Linked DNA regions of Sus scrofa: all the other regions are linked to region 1. The links are chromatin contacts, called in public Hi-C and promoter capture Hi-C maps. All regions are on one chromosome and are shown on one strand. Each heading gives the region's core, a stretch centred on a gene start, on an enhancer-like site or on the middle of the called end of the contact. The rest is flanking DNA. Distances are from core to core; before and after follow the strand shown. Region 1 holds the start of RNF10 (RING finger protein 10). Region 2 holds the start of SRSF9 (serine and arginine rich splicing factor 9). Region 3 holds the start of POP5 (ribonuclease P/MRP protein subunit POP5).

Region 1 (4,838 bases), core at 988-3,487:
TGACTCATGATGTTAGTGGCTTACACATAAGCCTCAGAAAAATTAGTTGAGGGGAACCAGATTAGCTAGGGAAGTAACATCTAGGAACAGAATGCAAAAGTAATTTATCAACTACACTGAAAAATATTCAGGCCACTTTAAACCAGTTCCAACACAGGTCAAGAGGACTGGCAAACCTCCACCCCTAGGGAGAATCTGTGATAGACCTACACATGTGCAGACCCCCCCAAATTAGTCTACATAATACTGCCTGAGGCAGCCTGTCCACATTAATCCCTGCTTAGATATTTAAAGCATTCATTTCTTATCAAGACAACTGGTTTCCACCGGAGTTCCAAGAGCTTAAAGTAAACTCTAGAAGTTCTCCACACACCAGATCAACAATTTTGCTATACCTAGCAGATAAATTCTGAACTCATGTAGGCCTTAAACTTTTAATCTTGGAAGTTTTAAACAAATGGTACTCCACATGTGCAGACTCCAAATGTTCCCCTCTCTGCTACACATCCCCACTACTACTGAAAACATCTTCCTGTTGCCTCTAATGTAATAAATACAAAAGAGCACAGATTGCTCCATAAGTTTTGAAGTAAGACAGAGAACATTCAACTCCAGACTCTTGCCAACTCCTACAACTCCTAGCCTCTCAACTTTCTCCTCTTTAGGTGAATAATTTCACCTTGCTGGACAAGTTAGTGACTGGAGAACTGATAATAGAGGTAAAAGCCCAGCCCAGCCATGGAAAGCCCTCAATAAATGGTATATATTATCATCACGAGCGTCAAAATTTAATACAAAGAAGCGTGACTACAGAAATGACAAAAAGTCTTCCCTATAAAAGGACACTATTCTAGCCTAAGATAGGGAAACAGGCCTGATGTGTAGCTGGTGCATAAAAGGTGTCAGAGAATCTCCTAAGTCCTTAGTTCAACTGGTTTCTAAGTTAATTTAATTCTCATTATCTCCACCCTTATAGGTAAAGAAATAGAGACACTCACTCAAGGTCTGGCAAACCTAAGACGACTGAGTCCAAAGCCTGCGCTCTTAACCGTTACTCCATAGTAAACGAAGCCATTCAAAGACAAGTCCTCTTCATCTGGGGAGATCCGGAACCAGGTAATTCAATAGGAGATTTGAGTTGACATATCCTTTGGCCCCACCCTCCCCTGTTTAAACTTGAACACTACCCAATGCTAATAACATTGAAGGGTAGATCAATTTAGTGGTTTTAGATGCGTGCACTGACAAACCAGGTTTTAGATGCGTCAGACAAACCAGGTCTTCAGGCCTGCTGCTAAGCACCTACTAGCTGGGTAACCTTACCTTTTATGAACCTCAGTTTCCTCGTCCGCAAAATGTGGTTAAGAATAGTACCCACTTCCCCGAGCGGTTTCGAGCATTAATGCAAAGATTTACGTAAACCACGCAGCACAGTACTCATTAAATGTTAACTAGAAGCAATGGAAGCCACGGAAAAGAAGGAAAAAACAAGAACGAGAGTAGAAAGCGGAGCCCTGTCCCTGGGTGACCCAGGAGACATTCGAGAGAGAATCCTCCCCAGTATTTAGGGGCAGTTGCCCCCCCGCCCACCGCCGTGGGAGCCCGCCCTTACCGCTCTTGGGTTTAGACTCGCCGGCCGGCCCCGCCGAGGCGGAGCGGGGCGGCTGTTGCCCTTTGCTGCTGCCCGAAGAGGTGGAGGAGCTGCTGGAGCCGCTGTTCTTGTCCATGTCGGAGGCGGTGGCGGCGGCGTTGGGGGAGCTCTGCGGCATCAACAGGGGCCTTGGCGGCGGCGGCGGTCGGAGCGAAGCGGGCGCGGCGGAGACCCAGGCTCATGGCGTTCAGGGCCGGCGGGGGTCGGCGGCGGCAGCGGTTCTCGGCCTTCATGGCGACATTTTTCCCTGTTTCCTTCCTTGGCTTCTCAAACTGGAAGGAGAAGCGGCGGGCGGGGCTGTTGAGCCCGGCGGCGGCGGTGACTGAGAAGGAGGAGGAGGCCGGGGCTCGGAGGTCCGGGCCGGGCCTGGCGGGGCGGAGGCTGCAGGGGAAGGGGAGGCGAGGGAAGGTGCGCGAGCCCCGCCGGCCGGCCGGACACGCTCTCCCGCCGCGAGGCAGGGGAGAGGGCTGGCTGTCTTGGTGCCGGGGACAGGTGTCTCCGACACAGCGATCGACACTCGCCTCTGGGCCGAGGCCGAGCTGCTCCGGGAATGGCGACGAGTCGCCAAACAGCATCTCGAAGAACCCGGATGGAGTGTATATATAGTGGCTCTGTGGGAGTGAGGCATACTGGGAAATGTAGTTTTCTTCCTACATCCGGGTACAGTGTCTTTTTTTGTTGTTTGTTCCTTTTTTCTCAGCAAAATGTGAGCGGTCTTAAAGAATGATGGGACTTGCAGTCCAGGTTTTAGTCTTAGTACACTAATATGCATAACAATAATATACACTAAAAATTCATCCAAACATTGAATACCTGTGGAACTCCTTTATTGAATAATTGTTAATTCATAGTTCTTATTCTAGATTTAATATCAATTTATTTATGGCTTATTCAATCTCCTGATAATGATAATAGTGACAATAATGACAATACATTACATTTAATATCACTCCACAGCACTTCCTCATACAATTACTTAATTTCATTGTTGTCTTTTATTAATATAAATCATTGTTAATATTTCACTTTATTGGTAATAACTGGTAATAATTATAGATATACTTGAGTGCTTACCATTAGCAGACACTGCTCTGTGCAGTTTATTTATCCTCACATTAACAACAAAAAAATTTTCTTTAGCCACACCTGGGGCATGCGGAAGTTCCTGGGGCCAGGGGTCAACCCCCCAAATAAGCAGTTCTCCATTTTACAGATATGGACACTTGAAGCTTAGAAAATCACATATTTATTTTAGAAATCATTTTATGTATTTTAGATACCCGTCTGTACTTTGAAAACAACCGTGGTAGCTTGAAAGTCAAAGGATCAAAGAAACACACCGTAAAAAAGATGTACAAATATTCTCATAAGTATAACAATAAATAAGGCTAACCTTAGCCAGTTAGAAACATATTATATGCCAGACACTGTGCTGAGAACAAGGAATTCCAAAATACATTAATGGAAGACTGTGGGAGTTCCCGCTGTGGCTCAGTGAAAGGAACCTGACGAGTATCCATGAGGATGCAGGTTGGATCTCTGGCCTGGATCAGTAGGTTAAGATTCTGGGGTGGCCGTGAGCTGTGGTGTAGGTCACAGACCCAGCTGGGATCCCACATTGCTGTGACAGTGGGTAGGCCGGCAGCTGCAGCTCAGATTGGACCCCTAGTCTGGGAACTTCCATATGCATGTGCAGCACTGGAAAAAAAAAAAAAAATCTACTCACTTATGATGGAGCAAGATAATGTGAGAAAAAAGAATGTATATAGGTATGTGTAACTTGGTCACCTTGCTGAACGGTAGAAAACTGACAGAACACTGTAAACCAGCTATAATGGAAAAAATAAAAATCATTATTAAAAAAACAAAACAAAACTGTGTCTGATCCCTCGCCCAGGACCTCCATAAGCTGAAGGGCAGCAAAAAAAGAGAGAGAAAGAACACTTTTTTTTTTTTTTTTTTGCTTTTTAGGACCGTATCAGTGGCATATGGAAGTTCCCAGGCTAGGGGTCGAAATGGAGCTGTAGCTGCCAGCCTACCCACAGCCACTGTCACTAGGGATCCCAGCTGTGTCTGTGACCTGCATAGAAACTCACGGCACCAACTCCATCCGGATCCTTAACCCACTGAGCAAGGCTAGGAATTGAACCTGCATCCTCTTGGATACTAGTCAGGTTTGTTTCTGCTGAGCCACAATGGGAACTCCCCCTTCTATTACTTTTAAAAATAAAAGAAAGGGGAAAGAGAGAAATCTCAGTGCAGTTCTTCCAAACGCAAGCAGCAGGTGTCCATCTGTCAGGCTTCATTAAACCAAGTAGAGATTTTTCATTTTCGAAATGGTCCCTTAGGGTCCTTAGCGCTTTTTCCTTGTGAAACATTTACAGAAAACATACATTTAAAGAGAATTAAAGCAGAAAAGTACAGGAATCCAAGTAAAACACCACCTCCATCCTCTTTTGGGAAAGATGGTCTACATTACCCTTTCCATATAAGAGAAAAAGAAAATGTAGGGTTGAAGTAAAACATTCATGCTAGGCCAGTTAGAGCTAGAAATGTAGTTTTGTGATAGCAGGAGAGGGAACCTGCCTGGCGTTTGGTTGTGACTTAGACTATATACCAGAGCTTTCCTTCCCATTTAATGAACTTCATATGTTCGTAAAATTCAAAGACCAAAGAACAGTCTTTCCTGTGTATTATTCAGAGTAGTCTAGCATATATTTCTCAAGATTGGACTGCAAATCCCTCACACAGAAATCATCAGAGAAATTTGGTCAAACAGACTCCCACTATCCATACCAGATTTACGGATTCAAAATCTCTGGTATTTTGGACCCAGGTATTGGCACTTTAAAGATCAAAACAGGTGATTCTTATGCACACCAAAGATTTCGAAAATAAACCCTGTAATCTTAGCCTTTCACCACACTGTTACCTCTGTTTGCACACTTCTGCACCAGAAAACAAGAGTTACTCGGTATCTTGAGAGCAAGTACCACAGGTTGGCAAGATTCAGAGTTATGGCCTCTGTGAGGTGATGGGGGTTTTCCCTAAGTTCTGCTCATTCCTGGTGAATTCTATATTCAATTTGGGGAAAAAGAGGAAAAGGGTTTTCGGGTACTCAAAGACTTAATGTCCTCTGGATCCCAGAGATCCTGCAGCTTAATATCAGGTTTCGGGACGCGTTCAG
Region 2 (4,838 bases), core at 978-3,477, 47 kb after region 1:
GTTTTTAATTGCTCAAAATGCAATGAACATACAAAATTTATTGAGAATTTATGTCCTTGTGATAAAATCCTATAGTGCAATTACTGGATCAAGAGGTATATGAATATGGTCGGGGCCTGATATATACCATCAATCTGTCTTCCAAAAAGGCTATTATACACTAATAGTTATGTGTGGATGACTAATATTTTTTTTACCACACTTGTGGCATGTGGAAGTTCCCAGGCTAGGGATCCAACCTGGAGCCACAGGAGTGAAAATGCCGGATCCTTAGCTGTTAGGCCACAGGGAACTCTGAATTTTTTGTTTATTTGTTTGATTTTTTTTTTTTTTTTTTTGGCAGCATATGGAGTTCCCAAGACTCAGATCCCAGCCTCAGTTGCGACCTATACCAGATCCTTTAACCCACTGTGCAGGGCTGAGGATTTTACCTGCATCCCAGAGCTCCAGAGACACCACCAATCCTGCTGCACCACAGTGGGAACTCTTGTTTGTTTGATTTTTAAAGGCTAAGAGATGGTATAACTACAAATCAACTACATTGAGATTAAATATTGGGTTTTATTCTCTTGCTTCTGCTGGCACTAATGGAATATGTTTATATTTCCTAACTCCCCCCATTTTGTTTGTTTACTCATTGCTTTTTAGGGCCACGCCTGGCAGCATATGGAAGTTTCCAGGCTAGGGGTCAAATCAGAGCTGTAGCTGCCAGCCTACACCACAGCCACAGCCATGCCAGATCTAAACCCAGTCCGAAACCTATATCACAGCTCAGGGCAACCACGGGATCCTTAATCCACTGAGCGAGGCCAGGGATGGAACCTGCATCCTCATGGATACTAGTCAAATTCATTTCCACTGAGCCAGGACAGGAACTTCTCCCGCATTTTATTAGGAAAGTTTTCAAATATACAGAAGGGTTGAAAGAATGGTACAGGGAACACACTGAATACACCCGTCATCTAGATTCTACAGTTAACATTCTGCTGCGTTTACTTTCTCACATATCTACCCATCCAACAATTCAGAGGTTTCATTTTCAACATGAAACATCTTTCTAGATCAAGACTCTTTAGATGCAAGGCCTCATTCTTTTTTTTTTTTTTTTAAGGGCTACACGCGTGGCATATGGAGGTTCCCAGGCTAGGGGTCAAATCGGAGCTACAGCTGCAGGCCTACACCACAGCCACGTCTGCGACCTACACCACAGCTCAGGGCAACGCTGGATCCTTAACCCACTGATCGAGGCCAGGCATCAAATCTGCATCCTCATGGATGCTAGTCAGATTTATTTCCGCTGAGTCAGGATGGAGAACTCCAAGGCCTCACTCTTTTAACGTCAGTGCTTTGCACTATGGAATGTAAATGTGGAAACGTTCCAAAGTACGGGACTACCTTAAGCTCCTGAGCTTCTGAAGGACTCAGCGCGCAGGCTGGAAGCGTAGCCATGGGTTCTAAACCCAACCCCATTAGGATACACACGTTTTCTCACCTGTGACATTGCAATCCCTCCATGCTGGGTGAGGATTAAAAGCACAGATCTTGAGAAGCACTCTATAGTGACGGTCGCTATAGTTTTGTTTCTTTTACTTCCTCCTAGTCTCCGATAAGCTTCGAGTCCAAGCTACCGGGCCCACCTCAGGTCCCTCACATCCATTTTAGCCCGCCTTACACCCTTAGTTCTAAGCAACAGTAAAATAGGGACAGGGTGGCCCGGAAGGCTACAGACCTGAGGCTGAGGGCCGCGATGGCTGCTGGGGGGTCGCCCTGAGGCCCCGGCCGACTTCCTCTCTCCGGCGCCCCGCACGCGGAGTGACGGCCCGCGGGGGTTGCCCTGGTTTCTACACCCTCGTCATATCAGTAAGTGCTCACAAAAGCCTATGAGGTAGACAGCGCTACATAGGGAGAAAACTGAGGCCCAGGAAGCCTGAGTCACTTGCCCAAGTCCACGCAGCTGGCGAGTGACTGAAGTGAATCCAAAACGCCCGACTCCAAGGTCTCGCTCTCTCCAGCCGCCAGGGTCCCACTTTGCACCTACAGGGGGCGCCGGCTTGCACGCACGCGCAGTCGTTGTGGCCGCGTCCCCTTTAAGAGGGTTCCTTTTGCCTCCTCCGACCCCTTCGCTTCCGCTCGCCTTCCCACAATGCTGTGCGGCTGAGTGCCTCCGAGCCCGCGGGGACGCTGCGGGGGGACCCCGGCTGAGGCGGCGGCGGCGACGTGGGCTGCGGCGGGCCCGCGGCGTCGGGCGGTGCGGATGTCGGGCTGGGCGGACGAACGCGGCGGCGAGGGCGACGGGCGCATCTACGTGGGGAACCTTCCGACAGACGTGCGCGAGAAGGACCTGGAGGACCTGTTCTACAAGTACGGCCGTATCCGCGAGATCGAGCTCAAGAATCGGCACGGCCTCGTGCCCTTCGCCTTCGTGCGCTTTGAGGACCCCCGGTGAGGCCCCCGCACCGCCCGCCGGCCTAAGGCCCTGTGCCCCCTCCTTCCCTCATCCCCCATCCCTTTCCCGGGCCTCCCCTCCCTCCGCGCCGTAGACCCTTCACGGCGCCCCCGGGTGGAGGCTGAGGCCTCTCACCGCGGGACTCTGGGCCGTCCTTTAATCCGTCGTCACTTCCTCTGTTATTATTTTTTACTTTACTTAAAAACATAAAAGGCGGACCTTGTGAGGACCCAAGCCCGCCCAGACAGGCCTCCGCGATAGTACAGACGGGCGTTCTCTCCCTCACAGCCGGACAAGCACCCTTCGCGGGTAGCGGCCCAAGGCTTGAGAAGCTTGGCCCCTGAGCTGGCCCGGGAGAGGACTGGGTGAGGAGCAGAAGTAGTCGGTCGCCCTCCCTGGCCACCCCACCCCCAGCTGGAACTCTCCGTTGGCAGGGAGCTTGGTGCGGGAGTATGGATGCCTTTCGAGGGGGCTTTTGATGGAACAGATCGCCAGCCTCAGGGACTCGTTCTTATAAAAGCATCAGGGATTTGGGGAAACTTCTAAAACAGTCTGTTGGCATCTCTGATGTCACTCTGTCTTCTCTATTGCGGGAGGCAACTCTGGATGCTAAGGGCCCCGGGGAGTTGGAAGCTCTCGATCCTGAAACCAGCTCGAAGGAATCTTTGGTTTTGTAAAGAGTGTCGGCCCTTGGCCCAGAAAAGGCCTGAGGACTTTCAAAACTGAGGTTGGTGGTTCTTAGAAGTCACTGCACTGTGCTGCTTACCTCACTCGGGGTAAATCCAAACCCGTTCTCCATTTTTTAGCATTGTCTCAGGAAGCACGTTGCCTAGTCTGTGCCCTGTGGGCTTCACTCCGAAGACTGCCCCTGGGTCCGGGGTGGTGGTAGGAGGCAAGGGGAGCCTCGGGAGATGGGGAGGCAGGACGCATCTTGAGGTTTTGATGGCTGAAGATTCTGACAGTTCATCCCTAGTGTCTTATCATTTGCCTCAAAAGTGAAACTAGGCATCTTCACACCTAAGGTGGAAAAGGTTGCAGTTCTATTAATTAGTAATACAGTTCTAGGATTTTTTTTTTTTAACTGATGCTATGTGTCATACACCATGTTATGTATTATTTAGCATTTTCAACAGCCTATAAAATGGGTGCTTTTAATCACATTTTACAGATGAGGAAACTGAGGATTTAGAATTGATAAAAGAGAGGACTACTAAGGGAAGGTAGAATTTGACTCCCCTCTTCTGCTCCTTTGAATACAGTCTTACTATATGACATGCCTCATTGTCATCTCTTCCTTCATTCCTTTCATAGTAGAAAAGTTACCTTTTGATATTACTAAATGCCAAGTTTCAAGCAAAGCACTCCACACATAGTATCTTATTTAATCCTTATAAAAAACCTTATGAGACAGGCCATATTACTCACGTTTAATTTTAAAATCTTTTTTTTTTTTTTTTGTCTTTTTGCTATTTCTTTGGGCCGCTTCTGCGGCATATGGAGGTTCCCAGGCTAGGGGTCGAATTAGAGCTGTAGCTGCTGGCCTACACCACAGCCACAGCAACGCAGGATCCGAGCCGTGTCTGCAACCTACACCACAGCTAACGGCAACACCGGATCGTTAACCCACTGAGCAAGGGCAGGGATCGAACCCGCAACCTCATGGTTCCTAGTCGGATTCGTTAACCACTGCGCCACGACGGGAACTCCTAATTGTAAAATCTTGATCACATACTTACCTAGACACAGCCTGGTAGGTAGCAGAAGAATGATTTGAACTGAGATCAATTTTTATTCATAGTGAGATCTTAAACCCTAGCAGTTCTGCCTCTCTCCCACTATATTTTGAATATAGCTAGGGTTGAGCTGGTTGTGGTCCTCCTTGCTTTTAATCCTGTGACTAGAATCTTGGTAAGTGATTATGTGCTTGTGACAACCGAATGATGCCTTCATTAGTCCATCTTTGGTTCTGCTTGTCCTCCCAACCCCTGATGGCATTCTTTCTCCCGTCAATACAAGAGAACCAACTTGGCTTCCTTCTCTACCACCCTAGAAAAGAGTTAAAAGCATTACTCTATTGGATGTTTAGCTCTTTTGGGGAAACTGTACCCAAAGAATGGTTTTGACAATTTAATATTCCAAACCATGCTGAAAAGGTACACTTGAGGGAATTCCAAATTCCTCACAAAACACTAATGTTCCTTTGTCTTTTGAACCTTACCTTTTTTTTTTTAATAGCATTTTTTTTGTATTTTTGTTTGTTCGTTTGTTTTTTGTCTTTTCTAAGGCTGCACCCACGGCATATAGAGGTTCCCAGACTAGGGGTCTAATCGGAGCTGTAGCTGCTGGCCTATGCCACAGCCACAGCAACGCCGGATCCTTAACCCACAGCAAC
Region 3 (4,838 bases), core at 1,365-3,864, 45 kb before region 1:
CCGGGCGCACACTCGCCACAGCCAAGCGGATCTCGCAGCCTGAGGCAGCCGCTGTCCACGCCCCCGCGGGCGGATTCCCCCGCGGCCTCCCGCGCCGCGCGGCGGGAACCCGGGTGATTGCAAACAGCCGCCGGCCTCATTAGGAGACGTGTAATTAGCGGCTGGCGGAGCGGGAGCAGACACAGCTAATTACCGTGGGGAGCGGGCTGCGCCGCCGACGCAGCCCATCCCGGCCTCCGGGCCCCAGGGGTTCTGCACCTTCGTGGGGCCCGCAAGCAGGCGGCAGGGTCCGGTCAGAGGAGGGAAGGCCCGACACCGCCCCAGTGTGCTTCCCGCGGGGAGCAGTAAATCAGTCACCCAAAACCGCGTTTATTGGACGCTCACTGCTCCAGACAGTTGCCCGCATTATCGCCTATGCACTGGGAGGGAGGAACCATTATTATTCTATTACCCAGGTGAGGAGACTGAGATCTGGAGGCGTGAATTGACCGCCCCGACAGCATATGGCTAGTAAACAACGGAGAGATTGTAGCCTATATCAATAGCCTTCAATTTATACGAAGTGGACAGCAAAATCGTGCACAGGACAGCAGCGGTGCAGACAAGAGCCAGGACCACGGAGTCGGATGGCCTGAGGTTCGAATTCTGATTCCGCGCCTTTACAGGATGTGTGACTTTGGTCAGAGCCCCAACTGCATCTATAAAATGAACGCAGTGTTGGGACTGAATTGAAGACTGGAAAGTGTTAGGGGAGTTATTTTAAGGGACTAGACGGTGGGGCGGGGGGAATGGGTAGAGCGGTGGCTGAGACTTTCTCCATACACTATGAGCCTCTGACTCCCCCTGCTGGTCAATGGAGGACGCTGGCAGGACTGGTTTTTGATAAAGAGGTCGCTCGCTGTTGGGTGGGGGGAAAAAAGCCTGGTCCCTCAGCAGGGCTGCTGTTCTCCTTCCTCAGCATCACTCTTTTACGGTGGTGAAGAGTGAGAGGTGGAAAAATTGAGAACTCACTTCAGATCTCTCAGACAATCTATTGTGAAATCCGACTCTCTCTTCTGGTTCACAGGGCCAGCTAAGTCGATGACAATGACACAAATAGCCAGGGATGTGTATAAAGAGCTAGTTACAAGGCTGGACAACTAAGTACTGGCTATAACAAGAAAATCTGGAATTAATTTAAATATCCATCATGGAAATATTGACTAGATCAGCAGTGGTACATCCAAACAATGCAGTCTGGGGCAACTGAAAAATAACTTTGTAGAACAGCTGGCATGAAAATATAGTCAAATGACAAGAATGAATCTTACAGACATTATGTTGAAAGAAAGGAGCCAGACATGCACGCACACACACACAAATATGCTGCTGGAGATTTACATTTATATAAAGTTCCAGAAGAGAAAAAGCTAATCTGTCATGACAGAAGTCAGAATATAGGCTACTTCTGGGAAGGTTTTTGGCTCGGAAGAGAGCACAGGAACCTTCCTGAGTGTTGGAAATGTTCTATCTCTTAATCTGGGCAGTGGTTGCAAAAGTTTATACATATATAAAAATTCATTGAGTTATGCACTTAATATGCATTTTATGTATGTTATGCCTCAGTTTTTAAAAAGATATTCAATGTGAGGGGAAAGAAGAGTAGTAAACAGTATGATCCTATTCTTAAAAAGAAAATGGAAAATATAAATTATCATACAGTGGAAGGTACATCTCGTACCTTTTTTGTCTCAGGGCCCCTTTCCATTCTTACTAAATTATTGAGGATCCCAAAGAGCTTTTGTTATGTGAAATATATTGATACTCACTATGTTTATTAAAACAGAAATGTTTAAAACACCATGCACAATTCTCTTAGCCATCAGAGCAATGTCAGCACATGTCACTGGCCTCTGGAAAACTTTACTGTCCACTCAGAAAGTGAAAACAGCAAGTAACACCTTAGTGTTACTACAAAAGTAATTTGACCTCGGGGGACTCCCTAAAAGAATCTGGGAAAATCCAGTGGTTCCTGGACTTCACCTGGAAAACCACTGGAACAGGGGTAAAATGTTGGAAGAAAATCCACTACATGATAAATTATTCTCTCTAGGTGCTGGGATTATAACTTATTTTTATTTGCTTCTTTGTGCTTTTCTGTTTAAAAACAAAAACAAAAAACAAACCAAAATAACCAGAAAATATAACGACCACGGATTGTTTTTGCAAAAAAACAAAAAAACAAACAAAAAAAAACAAGCCAATACACCCAACTCCATAAGGTTATTGAAAGGCCTAAACAGTAATAACATATTTGGCTGTATGGAGAAATTAAACCGAGCTCCAAACTGAGAATAAGAGTCCGATTTCCCCTATCAATCCCTGGCCTGGGGGGTGCAAGGTCTTGTGCTCAAATGTTCCACCGTCCAGCTTGGGTACTATGTTGCAAGGTAATGGAACGTCCTGGAGGTTCCAAATGCCTCAGCTGCATCCTAAACAGCAAACTCTGGCGTGGAGCACAACCACTCATCACAACGGGTTCAGTTGAAAGTCTAAGCGAAGAAATGAGCAGGACGCCTGCGCTCGGCAGAGGGAGGCGGAGCTCAAAGGAGACTGACACGGGGCTCCGCCTACATTCTAGTTCCGCCTCCCTCTCTGAGTGGCTGCCAGGCCAACTTCCCATTGGCCGCCGACGAGAAGGCAGACATCCGGTTTGAGTGTCTGGACGCCCGAGGCGGATACGAACATGGTGCGCTTCAAGCACAGGTAAGCAACCCTTATTCCTGTCCCTGCGGTCCTGGCCCCGGCCCAGCACTCACCGCCCTCTCGCCTGCCCCAGGTACCTGCTTTGCGAAGTGGTGTCTGAGGACCCCCGCTGCCGTCTGAATCTGGAGGACCGAGTGCTGGGCGGCCTAGTACGGGACACGATCGCGCGCGTGCACGGAACTTTCGGCGCGGCCGCCTCCTCCATCGGCTTCGCGGGTGCGAGGGTGTTGGGGAACCAGGAGGATGGCGGGATCTGGAGGGAGCAGTGGCCATTGGAGGGAGAAAGAAGGGGCACGGGCGACCTTGGAAGCTGCCAAGCCCTGTGCACCATTTTATGTAGGGTGTCGTCCTTTTTAGGAGTTTCAGAACCCGAGCCTGAGGTCTGCTTGAGTCCAAACTTAAGCGGAGAGCTAATACCAGTAGGCAGTGGGCAGAAAATACCAGTCGGCAGAAACCCCTATACTATTTGACGTGTGGTTTTTGATTGAGTTTAATAGGATGATGAAAACTAAATGAGGAAAGACTTGTATAGTTCCGAGTAAGTTATTTGACGGGTTACTTTGACATCATATGAAAAAAGCATTGTCAGAATTACCCCTGAAAAGCCCTGCATAGGGGCCTGTGAAGTACAGAATACACAGTTGTGTGTATGTGTAAATGCAAGAGAGGACCCTCCTCCACAACCACACTATGTAAATTCATTCCGTTTTTTACCATATGCTTGAAATTGAAATCTGGAGAAGGTAATGTACCTAGAGGCAACCCTTCTACCAAGGTGAGACTCGGTTGCTGGAAGAACCTACATAGCCCAGTTGCAGAACTTGTTTTTCAGCTAAGGGAAAACATCCTTCTGAAGAGTATGGATTTCTGCCACCCCCCTCCTTGGGTTAACTAGTTTGTGAATTAAAAGTGCATTTTAGGAGTTCCCTTTGTGGCTCAGCAGTTAAGGAACCTGACTAGGATACAGGAGGATGCATATTAGACCTCTGGCCTCTCTCAGTGGGTTAAGGACTCAAGGTTGCCCTGAGCTGTGTAGGTGGCAGAGGCAGCTTCGATCCCGAGTTGCTGTAGCTGTGACATAGGCCTGCAGCTTTAGCTGATTCAACCTCTAGCCTTGGAACTTCCATATGCCATGGGTGTGGCCCTAAAAAGCAAAAAATTAAATTCTAAATTCATTCACCAATTCTGAGTGGTATGTAAAGGCCCTAGATGTTATTTATCTCCCATTATTTTCCTTCAGAAATCAGTTTTTACTCATTGATGGCATCCCAAGTGCCACCGCCTTGAATGTTTTCTGGTACATAGGCTCTCAGTTACCTGAAGATTTTTTTTTTTTTTTGCTTTTTTTAGGGCTGCACCCACAGCATGTGGAGGTTCCCAGGCTAGGGGTCGAATCGAAGCTACAGCTGCCAGCTTACACCACAGCCACAGTCTACACCATAGCTCATGGCAACGCCAGTTCCTTAACCCACTGAGCAAGGCCAGGGATCGAACCAGCAACCTCATGGTTCCTAGTCAGATTTGTTTCCGCTACGCCATGACAGGAACTTCTACCCTAAGATTTTAAACGTGCTCCTGAGAATCCATTTTCCCAAAATGATTTTTTTCCTGCTGCAGTGCGATACCTCAATGCCTATACCGGAATAGTGCTACTTCGATGCCGGAAGGAATTCTATCGGCTCGTGTGGTCAGCTCTTCCCTTCATCACATACTTGGAGAACAAAGGACACCGTTATCCGTGTTTTTTTAACACCTTACACGTGGGAGGTAGGGGTGCATGTGTTATGGCTGCTGATTTTCAATAGGAAACAGGTTCAGAGTTCAGTCTTCAATAGTGGGTGGGTCCTCCTGCTACCTTGCCAAGAGCAAGATAATTTTTCCTAGCTCTGCAAGACTCTGAGGCAAACACCTTTTGCGAGCTGTTGACTGCAAAGCTCTTTCTTGTGTCAGGTACAATTAGAACATGTCAGAAGTTCCTCATTCAGTACAATAGGAGACAGCTGTTGATTTTGTTGCAGAACTGCACTGATGAAGGTAAGCCCTGCTAGCCCCGTGCCCACTGAGCAGTGACTGACCTCCTCCAGCTGAATGAG

The links. Promoter capture Hi-C pulls out the DNA fragments that hold promoters and counts their contacts. A called contact is a pair of places that touch in the nucleus more often than the background predicts.
Region 2: a Hi-C map of embryonic fibroblasts shows a contact between it and region 1, with 2.0 times the contacts expected there. The contact joins the promoter of SRSF9 here to the promoter of RNF10 in region 1. A contact is called at or near these places in 3 of 5 promoter capture datasets (fetal liver, fetal skeletal muscle and liver), 7 of 47 Hi-C or Micro-C datasets (embryonic fibroblasts, fibroblasts, heart right ventricle and 2 more) and 2 of 2 datasets of contacts at active chromatin or transcription factors (alveolar macrophages and skeletal muscle).
Region 3: a promoter capture Hi-C map of liver shows a contact between it and region 1, with 2.1 times the contacts expected there. The contact joins the promoter of POP5 here to the promoter of RNF10 in region 1. A contact is called at or near these places in 1 of 5 promoter capture datasets (liver), 4 of 47 Hi-C or Micro-C datasets (embryonic fibroblasts, liver and undifferentiated spermatogonia) and 1 of 2 datasets of contacts at active chromatin or transcription factors (alveolar macrophages).

The regions. Positions count from the first base shown.
Region 1 is chr14:40,478,638-40,483,475 of Sscrofa11.1, reverse strand. RNF10 (RING finger protein 10) reads right to left here and starts at 2,237. Exons shown (of 17, transcript XM_013982944.2): 1 at 1,613-2,237. The coding sequence starts at 1,769. COQ5 (2-methoxy-6-polyprenyl-1,4-benzoquinol methylase, mitochondrial) reads left to right here and starts at 2,890. Exons shown (of 7, transcript XM_003483435.4): 1 at 2,890-4,838.
Region 2 is chr14:40,431,339-40,436,176 of Sscrofa11.1, reverse strand. SRSF9 (serine and arginine rich splicing factor 9) reads left to right here and starts at 2,227. Exons shown (of 4, transcript NM_001195566.1): 1 at 2,227-2,442. The coding sequence starts at 2,255.
Region 3 is chr14:40,523,710-40,528,547 of Sscrofa11.1, reverse strand. It overlaps POP5 (ribonuclease P/MRP protein subunit POP5), which reads left to right and starts at 2,614. Exons shown (of 5, transcript XM_001925378.5): 1 at 2,614-2,745; 2 at 2,819-2,961; 3 at 4,363-4,512; 4 at 4,696-4,779. The coding sequence starts at 2,726. LOC110256625 (a long non-coding RNA gene) reads right to left here and starts at 42. Exons shown (of 3, transcript XR_002338385.1): 1 at 1-42.